Regions from separate parts of the Sus scrofa genome. Here region 1 is linked to region 2. Evidence: chromatin contacts called from public HiChIP or PLAC-seq data. All regions are on one chromosome and are shown on one strand. The core of a region is the stretch at or near the end of the contact, and the rest is flanking DNA. Distances in the headings are between cores, read along the strand shown.

The links. HiChIP or PLAC-seq counts read pairs in DNA pulled down with a chosen protein or histone mark.
Region 1: a contact with region 2 is called in an H3K27ac HiChIP or PLAC-seq map of alveolar macrophages. The contact joins two enhancer-like sites. A contact is called at or near these places in 2 of 47 Hi-C or Micro-C datasets (embryonic fibroblasts and epiblast stem cells) and 1 of 2 datasets of contacts at active chromatin or transcription factors (alveolar macrophages).

Annotation. Positions count from the first base shown.
Region 1 is chr13:28,468,858-28,474,750 of Sscrofa11.1, reverse strand. No RefSeq gene overlaps it. Among named protein-coding and RNA genes, the nearest start is that of LARS2, 53 kb to the left of the region's middle. Within about 2 kb of position 1,795, at least 1 of the 83 cell types and tissues checked has an H3K27ac peak or open chromatin away from gene starts, as enhancers often do. A contact at or near this core is called in alveolar macrophages, where this site is marked.
Region 2 is chr13:28,226,766-28,232,509 of Sscrofa11.1, reverse strand. It overlaps CLEC3B (tetranectin), which reads right to left. Exons shown (of 3, transcript XM_005669451.3): 3 at 3,397-3,970. The coding sequence ends at 3,570. Among named protein-coding and RNA genes, the nearest start is that of CLEC3B, 10 kb to the right of the region's middle. Within about 2 kb of position 3,504, at least 33 of the 83 cell types and tissues checked have an H3K27ac peak or open chromatin away from gene starts, as enhancers often do. A contact at or near this core is called in alveolar macrophages, where this site is marked.

The DNA.
Region 1 (5,893 bases), core at 546-3,045, 240 kb before region 2:
ATCCAGGGAATGGAGCTCTTGTCAAAGTCATTGAAAGGGCTAGAGATGTGGAGTCCAGGAGCAGCCTCACAGCCAAGATCCAGAGCCAGGACCCTGCTGTGACCATCTCTGGCTACAGAGATGCGATGGCAGTGGGCAGGGAGCTGGCCCCTGAAACTGCTCATGGCCCCAGCCCCCAGCTTGCCCTCTAGCAGTCTCTGTCTCGAGTTCACCTTCCTGTGTGAGTCGGTGCGGGCTGGGAACAGTACCACAGACTGGGTGGCCTAAGAACAGAAATGTATACTCTCATAGCTCTGGAGGACAAAAGTCTAAAATCAAGGTGGGGGCAGGGCCATGTTCCCTCTAAAGCTCTAGGTAGAACCCTTTCCTGCTTCTTCCTAGCTTCTGGGGGTGGCTGTCAATCCTTGGTGTTCCTCGGCTGAACGCTGCATCATTCCCATCGCCACCTGTCGTCACATGGCATTTTCCTCTTCTCACGAGGACACCAGTCCTATTCGATCAGGACACACCCCACTGACCTCATCTTCACTTGACTAAGTCTGCAAAGACCCCATTTCCAAATAAGGGTATGCTCACAGGTATCTGGAGGTTAGGACTTCAATATATTTGGGGGTGGGAGCAACGATTGAACCCATAATACTTCGTAAACTTGCATCTCAGTGGCAAAAACCTCCTTCATATCCACAAGTCTAGGAAATGCAGTATTAACCTTACAACTCATCAAGTGAGGGCAAGTAAAGGGGAAAGCCTGCAAATGGTGTTTGCACAGCACCATCGTGTGCTGGCTGAACAGACGAGGCAATCCCGACACACAAAAGGAGAGGCAGTGCAGTAGAGTGGTGAGCAGCACTGGAGCTGGTGTTTGAACCTGGCCCAGCCCCTGCTGGCTGTGAGTCCATGGGCAGGTTAGTCACTTCTCCTATGTAACCCCTGGCTTCCATACCAATGAATGGAGATAACAATAGCCGCTATTTCTCAGGGTTTACCTGACGACTAAATGAGATTATGGACTCAAAGTCCCTAGGGCCAGGCATGCAGTGAGCCATCTGCAGCTGGTAACCATTATTAAATTATCAACTTACTGGGTTTATTCTGTGGCCCACCATGGGAGAGAACTGAATGAACATAGACACTTGGACAAACTGTATATAAGTGTACCCTGAAATGGTCAGGACTTTATGTAAAAATCAGAAACTCCAGGCATTTGAGCCAAGGCACACATCTCTTGATATAAGGATTTTCTTAGAGCAATAGCCCATCAGAGCATCAAGAAGCAAAGGGATTTATCTCTGGAACAGATTTCTCCAAGTTCTGTTGGTTGATTACCTAACTTCAACTGACATAAGAAGAAAAAAAGCAGGTGTCAGCTAATGTGTGGGTGTTTTCTTACCCAAGCATTGTTACATGTTTATATTCTTGAAAAAAGGAAGTAAAAGTCATATTAACCAAGTTTAGAGTTCAGAGAACAAATGCGTGTTTAGTTTTAAAAGGCACAATGGATTAAAATAACCTTTCAATGGTCAGCACGACTTGGATGGAGACATGTTCTGAATTTTACTATTATTAAATCTGTCTTTCTAAGTGAGATAAAGCAGCTGAAACAGAAATCAGACTTTCATGCCTCAGAGTGGGTCAGAGGGAACATGTTGCTATTAAAAATTAGGCATTGTACGATTTGATAATAGAAGGACAAATACCACAATATAAAATAGGCAAAAGATTGGAACAGACTTTTCACCAATGAAGATACACTCAAATGGCCAATAAGCATGTGACAAGACACTCAGTATTATTAGTCATCAGGGAAATGCAAACTAAAACCACAATAATCCACCAGAGCACAACTATTAGAATAGCTAAGACAAATGCACAAAACAACAAAAAGAAAACTGACAATACCAAGTACTGGCAAGGATGTGGAACAACTGGGACTCTCACCTATTGCTGATGGGAATGCAAAATGGTGTAGCCACTCCAGAAAACAGGATGGCAGTATCTTTTAATGTTAAATATAAACATATTATCTGACTCAGCCATTCCACTCTTAGATATCCACCTATGAGAAATGCAAACATATGTGCACACAAAGAGGTGTGTGTGAATGTTCGTAGCAGCTTGATTCATAATCACCCAAAGCTGGAAGCAACAACTGGTGGACAGGTAAATAACTGTGGAATAAGCATACAATGGCACACTACTCAGCAATGCAAAGGAACAAAAATAGCAATAAATGGAATGATGGAGACAGATTACAAAAACATTATGCTAAAGCAAAAGAAGTCAACACAAAAGACAATGTATCAAATGAGAGCATTCCTGTGAAATTCTAGAAAAGGCAAAACTATAATGACAGAGAGCAGACCAGTGGTTGCAGGAGGCCGGTGGTGGGGAGGGGAGCGACTGCACAGGGTCACAAGGGATTTCTTAGGGCCAGGGGATGGTCTTGGTCCTGGTCCAGTTTGTGATGGTAGTTACCTGATTGATTATTCACAAATACTCTAACTCGTCAACATGTCCACTTTAAGTGGGTAAACTTTCCTATATGCATTAATACAAACATAAGCTTTGGGTTTGGATATGGCAGCCTTGGGAAGAGGGAGCAGTTGGGCGATTGGAGTGGGTGCTGCTGTGGGAAGGGTATGCAGGGCGTGGCTCACCTGTGTGATGCCCCATCTCAGAGATTCATCCTCTGAGATCAAGCCTATCAATTATAACTGGGAACCTGGCATAGCCAAGGTTAGTTCCAAGAGGGGCTGATAAATCTGTAGGTTTTTTTAATTATAAAAATTATTGCTTTTTTATTGTTCTACTGATTTTTATCACAGCTACAAAAGGAAGTGAGGATAGGTATCATCACATATCAAATAGCGGATCAGGTGTGGTGACTACTACATTAAAGGAGGAAGGGTATTGTGATGCAGAGTTTCTAGAAGATATTCACAAATGGCAATTATGATTATTTGCCGGAGGTGGACGTGGTCAGCATAAACGTCAGAGTCCAGGCTTCTCACAGGGCAAAGTAGCACAGAGAGCTGGGAACAGGATTAGGGCAGTGAGTCCCCAGCCTTTCAGCCCCAGCGACTTCTCTTTGGAACCCATATTTTGTGATGCCCCTCCCGCTACCTTGAATGTAATAACTGACCCAGACACATGATTTAAACACATTAACACAATGCCTTAACTGCAACACAAAGAAGAAACAAAAGGAAAGGAATGTGTAACAAAATAGCATTTATTTCAACACGGAAAAACTTGAGCCAGCTTATGCTAGAAAACATTGACGTGGACTCAAACCTGTCTGCTCTGAAATGCAGGTGAGTTGAATTAGCATCCCAGATACCATCATGGCATTGCTCTTGGCGACATGATTTTCCAAAATGGTGAACAGCTCTTGGAAAAGATCCAAACAGAACTGTATCATTAAAGCCAGCAAAATCAAATAAGATACTCCCAGGAGAGTTCAATAAAGACACTGTTTTCAAAGGTGTAGGCTGTGGGGAGGGAGACCAGAGGGATGGTTTCTCAGCCTGGGGCCGGGAAGTTTGTGTATGTTGGAGAGTGGGGGTTGTGGAATCCCATTCCTAGAGGCTGGACAGAGGACCAGGACAGAGGACCCTGACAGGAAGAAAGCATCTTGCCACTTCTGGGCCAGGAGCAAGAAAATTAGGGAATGGATGACTGTTTTTCATCTTCTTCTCTTTGTCCACAACAGGCTTTTAATAGCTGTTTTCCTTTAAGGATGTCTAGCAGAAGGAGAACTTAAATCATTTAAAATATGCAGCTGGGTGGGCAAGAGCTACAGGAAGCTATGTCAATTGTTCAAGGCAGCCCAGGATCCTCTCTGAAGGCCCTTTTGCCTGCACTTCTCAGCTTTCAACCTAATTACCAGTCCCTGGTGTCCAGGCAGGGTGGTGTCCTGCTTGGGTGGTCCTCCCAGGTGCCCCCCCCCCCCCGGTCAGATGGCTTCCAGCTTGTTCTCCATCTCTTCCTCCAAGCAGAATCACTGCGTTTTAAAGTTAGTCCAGGACAAGAACAGCCAATTGTGTCTCAGGATGCCTAGAGTTCCCAGAACAGCCAAGGGGAGCCAGGGGTCTCCTGGGCGTCCCTCCACAGCCCAGGCATGGGCTCCAGGTCAGAAGGGCTTGGCCCCAGTGTCCAGAGGAGCTGAGATCAGCAATATGTGGGTTTCTTGCTCCTCCCTTTGAGCCCATGTGTCTACAGTAGGCTTTCACAGAAAGAGAGCCAGCAATTCATGCCAGAGCCTTCTTTGTGCCAGACACCACCCCACCAGACCAAGAAAGTCCCCACCTTCCAGGCACTCACAGTCTGGTTGGAGGAGACAGACAGTGGCCGGCTATTGTAACATGGAAACTAGAGCAAAGGTTTAGAGATGCTGTACTGGGAACACAGAGGCAAAGAGCTCTCTTTGCACGCTACTTTTTAAAACAGAAATTCACTTCCTATATACCTCCCATTAAAGAATTGAAAAAAATATATCAGCGAGTTCGGGCAGCAAATTATGGGCCTGCCCAGGATGTCCTCCTGCTTCAGGCCAGCCTGGACCAGACTCTTTGGAGGCATGCCTCTCCCTCTGTGCCCACCCCAGCCCCCACCTTCTGTGGCTCTCAGAGGTGAGATCCTCTGAAACAGACATTCGGAACCCGATTCTAGGTTTGGGGCTTTTGCACATCAGGCCCTGTAGACTGGGATGGAAAATCCAAAGGCAAATCTAGGTAGGTGTGGGCCGATGAGGAGCAGATGGAGAGAGAGGAATGAAGTGCGAAGGGGGGAGGCAAGTCTGGAGGAGCTCTGAGCTTCATCCTGCTGGTTAATTATGGGGTCCCTGTGGTCACGGGAGGGGACGTGTTCTGAGGGCTTGCTGGAATCACCAGCATGCTCCCAACCTCTTCTGAGTGCCTCCTGTGTGCTAGGCCCTGTGCCAAGGGTGTTCTCTATACCACCACTCCTATCCTCTCAGGCCCTAGATCCCAGTGTGCATCCCAAGGAGAGAGGGGCTGTGAGTGAAATCTGAGGTCGCCTCTCATTTTCCAACATGGCAAGAGCAACATATACGACATAGGGTTATTCTTAATAGAAAGGACTGTGTAATCAAGAAATTGTGGATAAAATTATACTAAAGAAAAACACACCCCCGCAATGGGCTAATGAGTACATGGAAGTGTGCTTGGCTTCCTTAAGGAGTCAGGTATGAAAACTAAAATCATATACCATTATGTCTTCATCTATCAAAACATTTTTAAAGAAAATTCTGGTTTGGGGAAGTTTTGACAAAATGGGCAGGTACATCATGGTTGGCGGATGAATCAATTAATCAACTATGGCAGCTTGTCAATGTGTATCAGCAATCTTGCACTGAGTACTAGCCTAGTGATTCCATTTTAGAAGATAGATAAAGATTTGTATGCAAGGATGTTTGTCATATATGTGAAAGACAAAAATTGGAAGAGATTCTAATGCTCAACAATAGGAAAACTGATTAAATGATGGATGGAGCATACACACACACAGACACACACACACAAACACACTTCCCCACACAGAATCTGTAAGCTTAATTTTGTTCTTTAAAAGAATATTTATGTACTTTCTATGTCTCTCTTTCTATTCATGCAGAGAATAGATGACTGGTAGGAAATTTACTAAAATGTATTTATCTCAGGATAATATATGGGCTGGCTTTATTTCTTTTTTTTCTTAAAATTTTCCCGCAATGACTTAGAATTGATTCCACTATAGGAAAAAAAAATTTTTTTTTAAATCTGTGATGTATTCTTGCAACTCCCACTTTGCACGAGAGAGAAACAGGTGAAAGGACCCCACAAAGAAACAATTTGACAAAATCCAGAGGGTGGAGACTTCTGTAAAGAAACCG
Region 2 (5,744 bases), core at 2,255-4,754:
GGTGTCCAGTTCAGGGGCTGAGCCTTGCTTGGACAGAGGAAACAACCACCAAACAGCTTTCTTTTCTGGAGAGAATTCTACAAAAGACATTCCCAGGGGTAGCTGGGCAGAATCCTGGACTCAGGAGTCTTGCAAGATCATCTAGGCCAAACCCCATTTTACAGATGAAGAAACCAGGGCTAAGATGCCCTGAAGGTCTTCTCCAGGATCCCACACCAAGGGTCACCTTGATCGGTCCCAGGCCTCCGTTTTTCTCACTGGGGCTTCTCCATCTGTACTTCTTCCCCTTAACTCTCCCTCCCCCTGGGATGAGGAGGCTGAAGAAGGCTGTAGGAATGGCCAAAGGCAGGAGGATTAGGGACAGAAGTGGCAGTGGTGTTGGGACAGAAAGGAGAGAGCAAGCCTCAGTTGGGGCCTGGGCCAGTGGCTGTAGCACAGTGATAAGGTAACAAGGGGACAGAGAAGGCCCCTTCCAGAACTGCCCCCTCATACTATTAAACAGGAATCTCTTAACTGGATGGATGGATTTTTCTTTCATTGGTTCATGTATCCTGGAACAAAGCAGGGCTCAGCATCAATATTACTCCCATCTGTCACTTTCAGAGTTGTAAATGTTGAGAAACGTGTTGAGATAAATAGGCTGGTGGCACTGAAAAGAGTGATGTCATTTAGTACTTGAACTTCTAAGATATAAATCAAAAGCACTGTATCATCAGAATCTATTTTGCATGGTCTATGAGCTGACACCTTGATTAGGCTCTTCTCAAAGGCTGTTGAGGGTGAAGAACTGGAAACCACTCATCTTGCAAAAGGAGTTTTTACCCAGTCTTCTGCCTCATCAACACTTAGACCAGTATTTCAAATTGTCCCTTTGGGATTCATCAAAGTTTTTTACACCCAGAGCAGCACATAGTAAAGAGGGAAATGGGTGATTGTGAAGAGGGCTGTACCATCAGTTCTGTTAAAGGGTACTGCAGAAGCTCAAGATCTATAACACAGTACTTTATCATTGTTTATATATGCCTTAGGAAATTCAAATTTTGGAGCCAGGACCAGGACTAGTGAGGTAAGTGAGACACTCAACTGAGATACAAATTTTAAGGAAGTGCCCACAAAACTCAGTGATCATGTTAAATAATATTTGACGCGATGTTTTAAAAAAATCAAAATTAATGCAAAATGATCCATGATATTAAAAAAACACACCAAAATTTAAAATAAAGACAAAATCCCAGGACAAGTGTACCCCACCTTGAAATCTGTGTTTAATATATGAGTGTTCTGTCTAAGGACTAGTAAGGATTCTCTTGCTCATACTGCCACCTGCTGCTGGAAGCAGGCAGTGCCACAGCAGCACCTCTCTACCAGGACCCACAATCAGGTACAGAGGCATGGTGCCCTCTTGTCAGCATCCACCCAGTGCAGGAACTTTGAAAAACCTGTGGCCACTTACATCTCACTTGGCCTAGGGCAAAAAGAGCACAAGACTTAGAGTTGCCAGACCGAGATTTGCGTCTCATTTTTGCTTCTCACTTGCTTAGCTATCTTAAAAAGCAATTGCATCATGGCTCTGAGCTTCAGTTTTTGCACCTATTATAGATCTCATTACCTCTAACTATATCTGTTGAATTACATGAGATGCTTTATGTGACAATGCCAAGCAGACTGATAGAAAGTTCACTGTAAGCTACCTCCCCCAGCCCAACCCACTTTCTTTAATCAAATCAAATCATCTTCAATTTATACTGAAGGCAAGACATACTAGAGGACAACCAGGAGAAAAAGTGCTGCAAAAGGTTGATGCCAAGACTCATGAAATAGGGAAGACCTCCCCTAGGGGTGTCACTAGAGCTGGGCCTAACATGGTTGGATGGGCCAGGTCATACCAGGAGCTGGCCAATAACCTCTTGGGGTCACTAGGCCATTTCTCTGATGTTTTATCTCAGGAAAATTCCAGTAACATGAGACAAGCATCACAGTGGTGGTGGAAAAGTCCAAAGGCCCTTGTAATCCTGGCTGTGCTGCTTACTATCTAATTGACCAGTTGAAGTCACTTAACTTCCCTGAGCCCCAACTTCCTTTTCTACAAAACTGGCATAAGAACATGCTTGTCTTGGAGTTCCCATCAGGGTGCAGCGGAAATGAATCCGACTAGGAACCATGAGGTTGCGAGTTCAATCCCTGGCCTCACTCAGTGGGTCAAGGATCCGGCATTGCCATGAGCTGTGGTATTGGTCGCAGACACAGCTCAGATCTGGCACTGCTGTGGCAGTGGCTTAGGCCGGTGGCTATAGCTCTGATTAGACTCCTAGCCTGGGAACCTCCACATGCCTTGGGTGTGGCCCTAAAAAGACCAAAAAAAAAAAAAAAAAAAGAACATGCTTGTCTTGGATGGATAAGACTAAATAAGACAGGAGTACTCTTGTGTCTCAGCAGGTTAAGGATCTGGCAGTGTCACTGCAATCCTAGGCCTGGGAACTTCAGCATGCTGCTGGTGCAGCCACACACACACACACACACACACACACACAAGATTAAATAAGACGACATACTTAAAATTCCTGTGTTACAGTGGGCTTGACACATGGCAGCTGGTATTGCTGGTATAGAACTCTCTGTGAGAAGTGGAAGTGGGAAGGAGAGGGACACACCACTTGCCATGTTGGCAACTGTCGTATTTGTCTCCTGGATGGGTCCCCTTGTTGGACAAGAAGAGAGATAGGTGCAAATGTCCTCAGTGGGCAGCCTGTGCTCTCACTCCCTCCAAACCCCAATAGGACTCAAGGCACCCCAGGAATGGATCCCCAACAGGAGGGGGTCAGTGGCGGTGTCCCTCCCCTGGAGTTGGGGAGGGGCTTGCTGGGTTCCAACATGTGGAAATGGAGTCTACAGTAAGCCTGGAAATCTGAATTAAGGGCTGTAACTTAGATAACAATATTGTGTCCGTGTTCATTTCCTGACCTTGATAACAGTGCTGTGCTTATGTGAGAAAATGTCCTTGCTTTCAGGAAACACACTAAAGTATTTAGGGGTAAAGGGGCATCATGTCTACAATTTGCTGTCAAACGGGTCAGGAAAAAAAAAAGGATAAGTAAATATGGGAAAATAGTAATGTCTGGAGAATCTGGATAAAGGGGATACAGGAATTCTTGTAACCTCTCTGTAAGTGGAAAATCATATGAAATATAAAGTTATTTAATTTTTTAAAAGGTAGCAGCAGTCCAGGGTTCCCGTGTCCTCCCTATTCTTTTCTTCTCCTTCCTCAGTGCGCCCAGCTCACTTTCCTCCACCACCTCCCTCCTCGCATCTTTCTATGGGCCCTCTCCCTGGACGACCAGCTGGTCTCCAGGACTCTCTTCTGCTCTGCTCCTCTGACCCAGCACACACCGCAGTCACTCTCCGCTAAGCTGCACCCACTTTATTTGCAAAAGAAGGCTCCCAGCGTGGCAGGGATGCCTGAAGGGAAAGTCCCAGCACTGCTCCTCCAGCGGCTCAGGATCCTCCTCCTGCTCGCCCCGCCCCGGCCCCGGCCCCGCCCCGCCCCGCCCCGCCCCGCCCCGCCTCGCCCGCTACACGATGGCGAACTGGCAGACGTAGGGCAGCTTGTCCCGGCAGCGCTTGTCGAACCACTTGCCGTTGGCCGCGCCAGCCAGGGCGGCGCAGTTCTCCACCTTGCCGCCATCAGGCTGCGCAGTGATCTCTGTCTCCCAGTTCTTGTAGGCGATGTGGCCGCCGGTCATGTCCACCCAGGCGCCCTCATCCGCCATATCGTTGAAGCCCAGCCAGACCTCAGCCTCTGCGCCCACGCTCTGCCGTAGGTACTCGTACAGGGCATCGTTCTCCGAGCCTGTCTTAGGGGTGCCCAGGGTGCCCCCGCGTGAGATACAGTCCTCGCTCGCCTCGTGGAAAGTCTTCGCCTGGACGAAGGCCAGGAAGCACTTCATGTGCACCTTGGTGCCTTTCAGGCAGACTGGGAGGGGGAGAAAGGACTGTCACCCAAGAGCCAACATCCAGGGGCAGGCACGCCATCCTCTATCCCATCCCTGTGCATCCTTCCTGCCCTGGACCGGCCTCAGACCCAGGACGAGGGCTGTGCTGTGGCAGGCGCTAAGGCACAGCTCAGAACCCCATTCAAGAGGTGGTGGTGCCCTGCTACTGGGATTGAGGTCAGCCCACTCAGTTGCAGATGACCCCTCCCTCAAGGTCACACTCCTTCCCTCGGTGCCACATCCAATGCCTGGGGGATGCTGAAGTGTCATGAGAGGGTGATCTCTCCCCCAGGCAGGATAATTCTGATAAATTCAGGCCTTGCAGCTTGGAGGTTCCACCGGGTGGCAGAGGCTGGCCTTGAGTCTGCACTGCCACTGGCTCCTCCTCTGCCCAGCCTGCTTCCTGCCCCTCCCTCCATGGATGTGGATCTCGCAGCTCTCCCTAATAAATGAACATTTGAGAGGAAGCCCAGCCAGAGCCATCTGCTCCGATCTTCTTCCAGCTGCGCACTCTCTATATCAAGAAGCTTGCAGGGCCAAAGGATCTGTGGACCCAGAGCCTAGACCACACTCGAGGTGCCAGGACCCCAAATCCCTGCAGGAGGGGCCCAAGCAAGCTCCCAGTGCCTGCCAGGGACCTCTTCCCCGGGCCAGTGTTCCTGATGGCTGGTTGGGGTGGGGGCTGGGAGGGTGGAGCTAAGACAGCCCCTTAGATGACAGAAGATGGCCCAGGTGGCCAGCCAGGACTAGGTCTCAGGCATGGAACTCTGAGGAGTCCAAGAGTTTTAAATTTGAATCTGGCCTCAAAGGTTGTGATGAAGTTATATATTTGGTCAATTTAGGAGGGTAGAATGTTTTTACTTAGCGGTTTACTCTTTAGCTTGTTTTATAACTTAAATGTTTAGGCAATTGGGTGTAAGCCTCTATTTGTCCTCTTGCTGCGGACTCCCAAAATGTTAGGGGTGCGTCTGCAACCCTTCCACCCACTCACCTACTCACTTAGTTACTTTCACTTAACACATATCACCACATCCCCATGGGCACCTGACACTCCTGGAACCCTAAATGCCAGGCCCGAAGCATTACAGACTGTGCCATGTCAGCCAGCCCTACCCTGTTCTGTGCTGCAGCTCATCCAAGGTGGGCTCCTTTGTCTTTCCCAGCCTGGCCCCCCACTACCTTTCCTTCCTGCTGGGGATGCTGGGACATGCTGCTTAGACCTCCATGCTGTGAAGGATTGATCACCCCACCTGATGGGAGCACTGCTGGGAGACACCCCTTAGCCGTTAGCCCCTTTTGGGGATTGCCTCAATAGAAGACAGCTCTGTCACCCACAGCATGGCCCCTTCCCAGAGAAGCCTGCACTCTGACTGGCTGCAGAGCCCTCTTGCCCCAACTCAAGACAGTTCTGAAGGGTCTTCCCATCATCAGGGCTTCCTCTGCAGTTGGCTGAGTCTTTCATTGAAACAGTGCACTCTGCCCACTCCTGCTTCTTCTGTCTCTTCTTTCCCTAAGTGCTGGTCCTAGGGATGCTCCCTAATAAACCCCCTGCAGGCTAAACTCCACCTCAGGGCTGCTTTCTGGGAACCCCATCTGCAGTGCTCCCGCTAACATTGTTAGTCCTCAATAAGTGTTAAATTCTTGGTGCCTTATCATCAATTTTGACATTTTGTCACTCTGGCCTATTCATGATCCCATAGCCCTCCTCCATGGCTTTGTTCCTGCCATGCCCTCTGCTTGGAATCCCTCCTTATC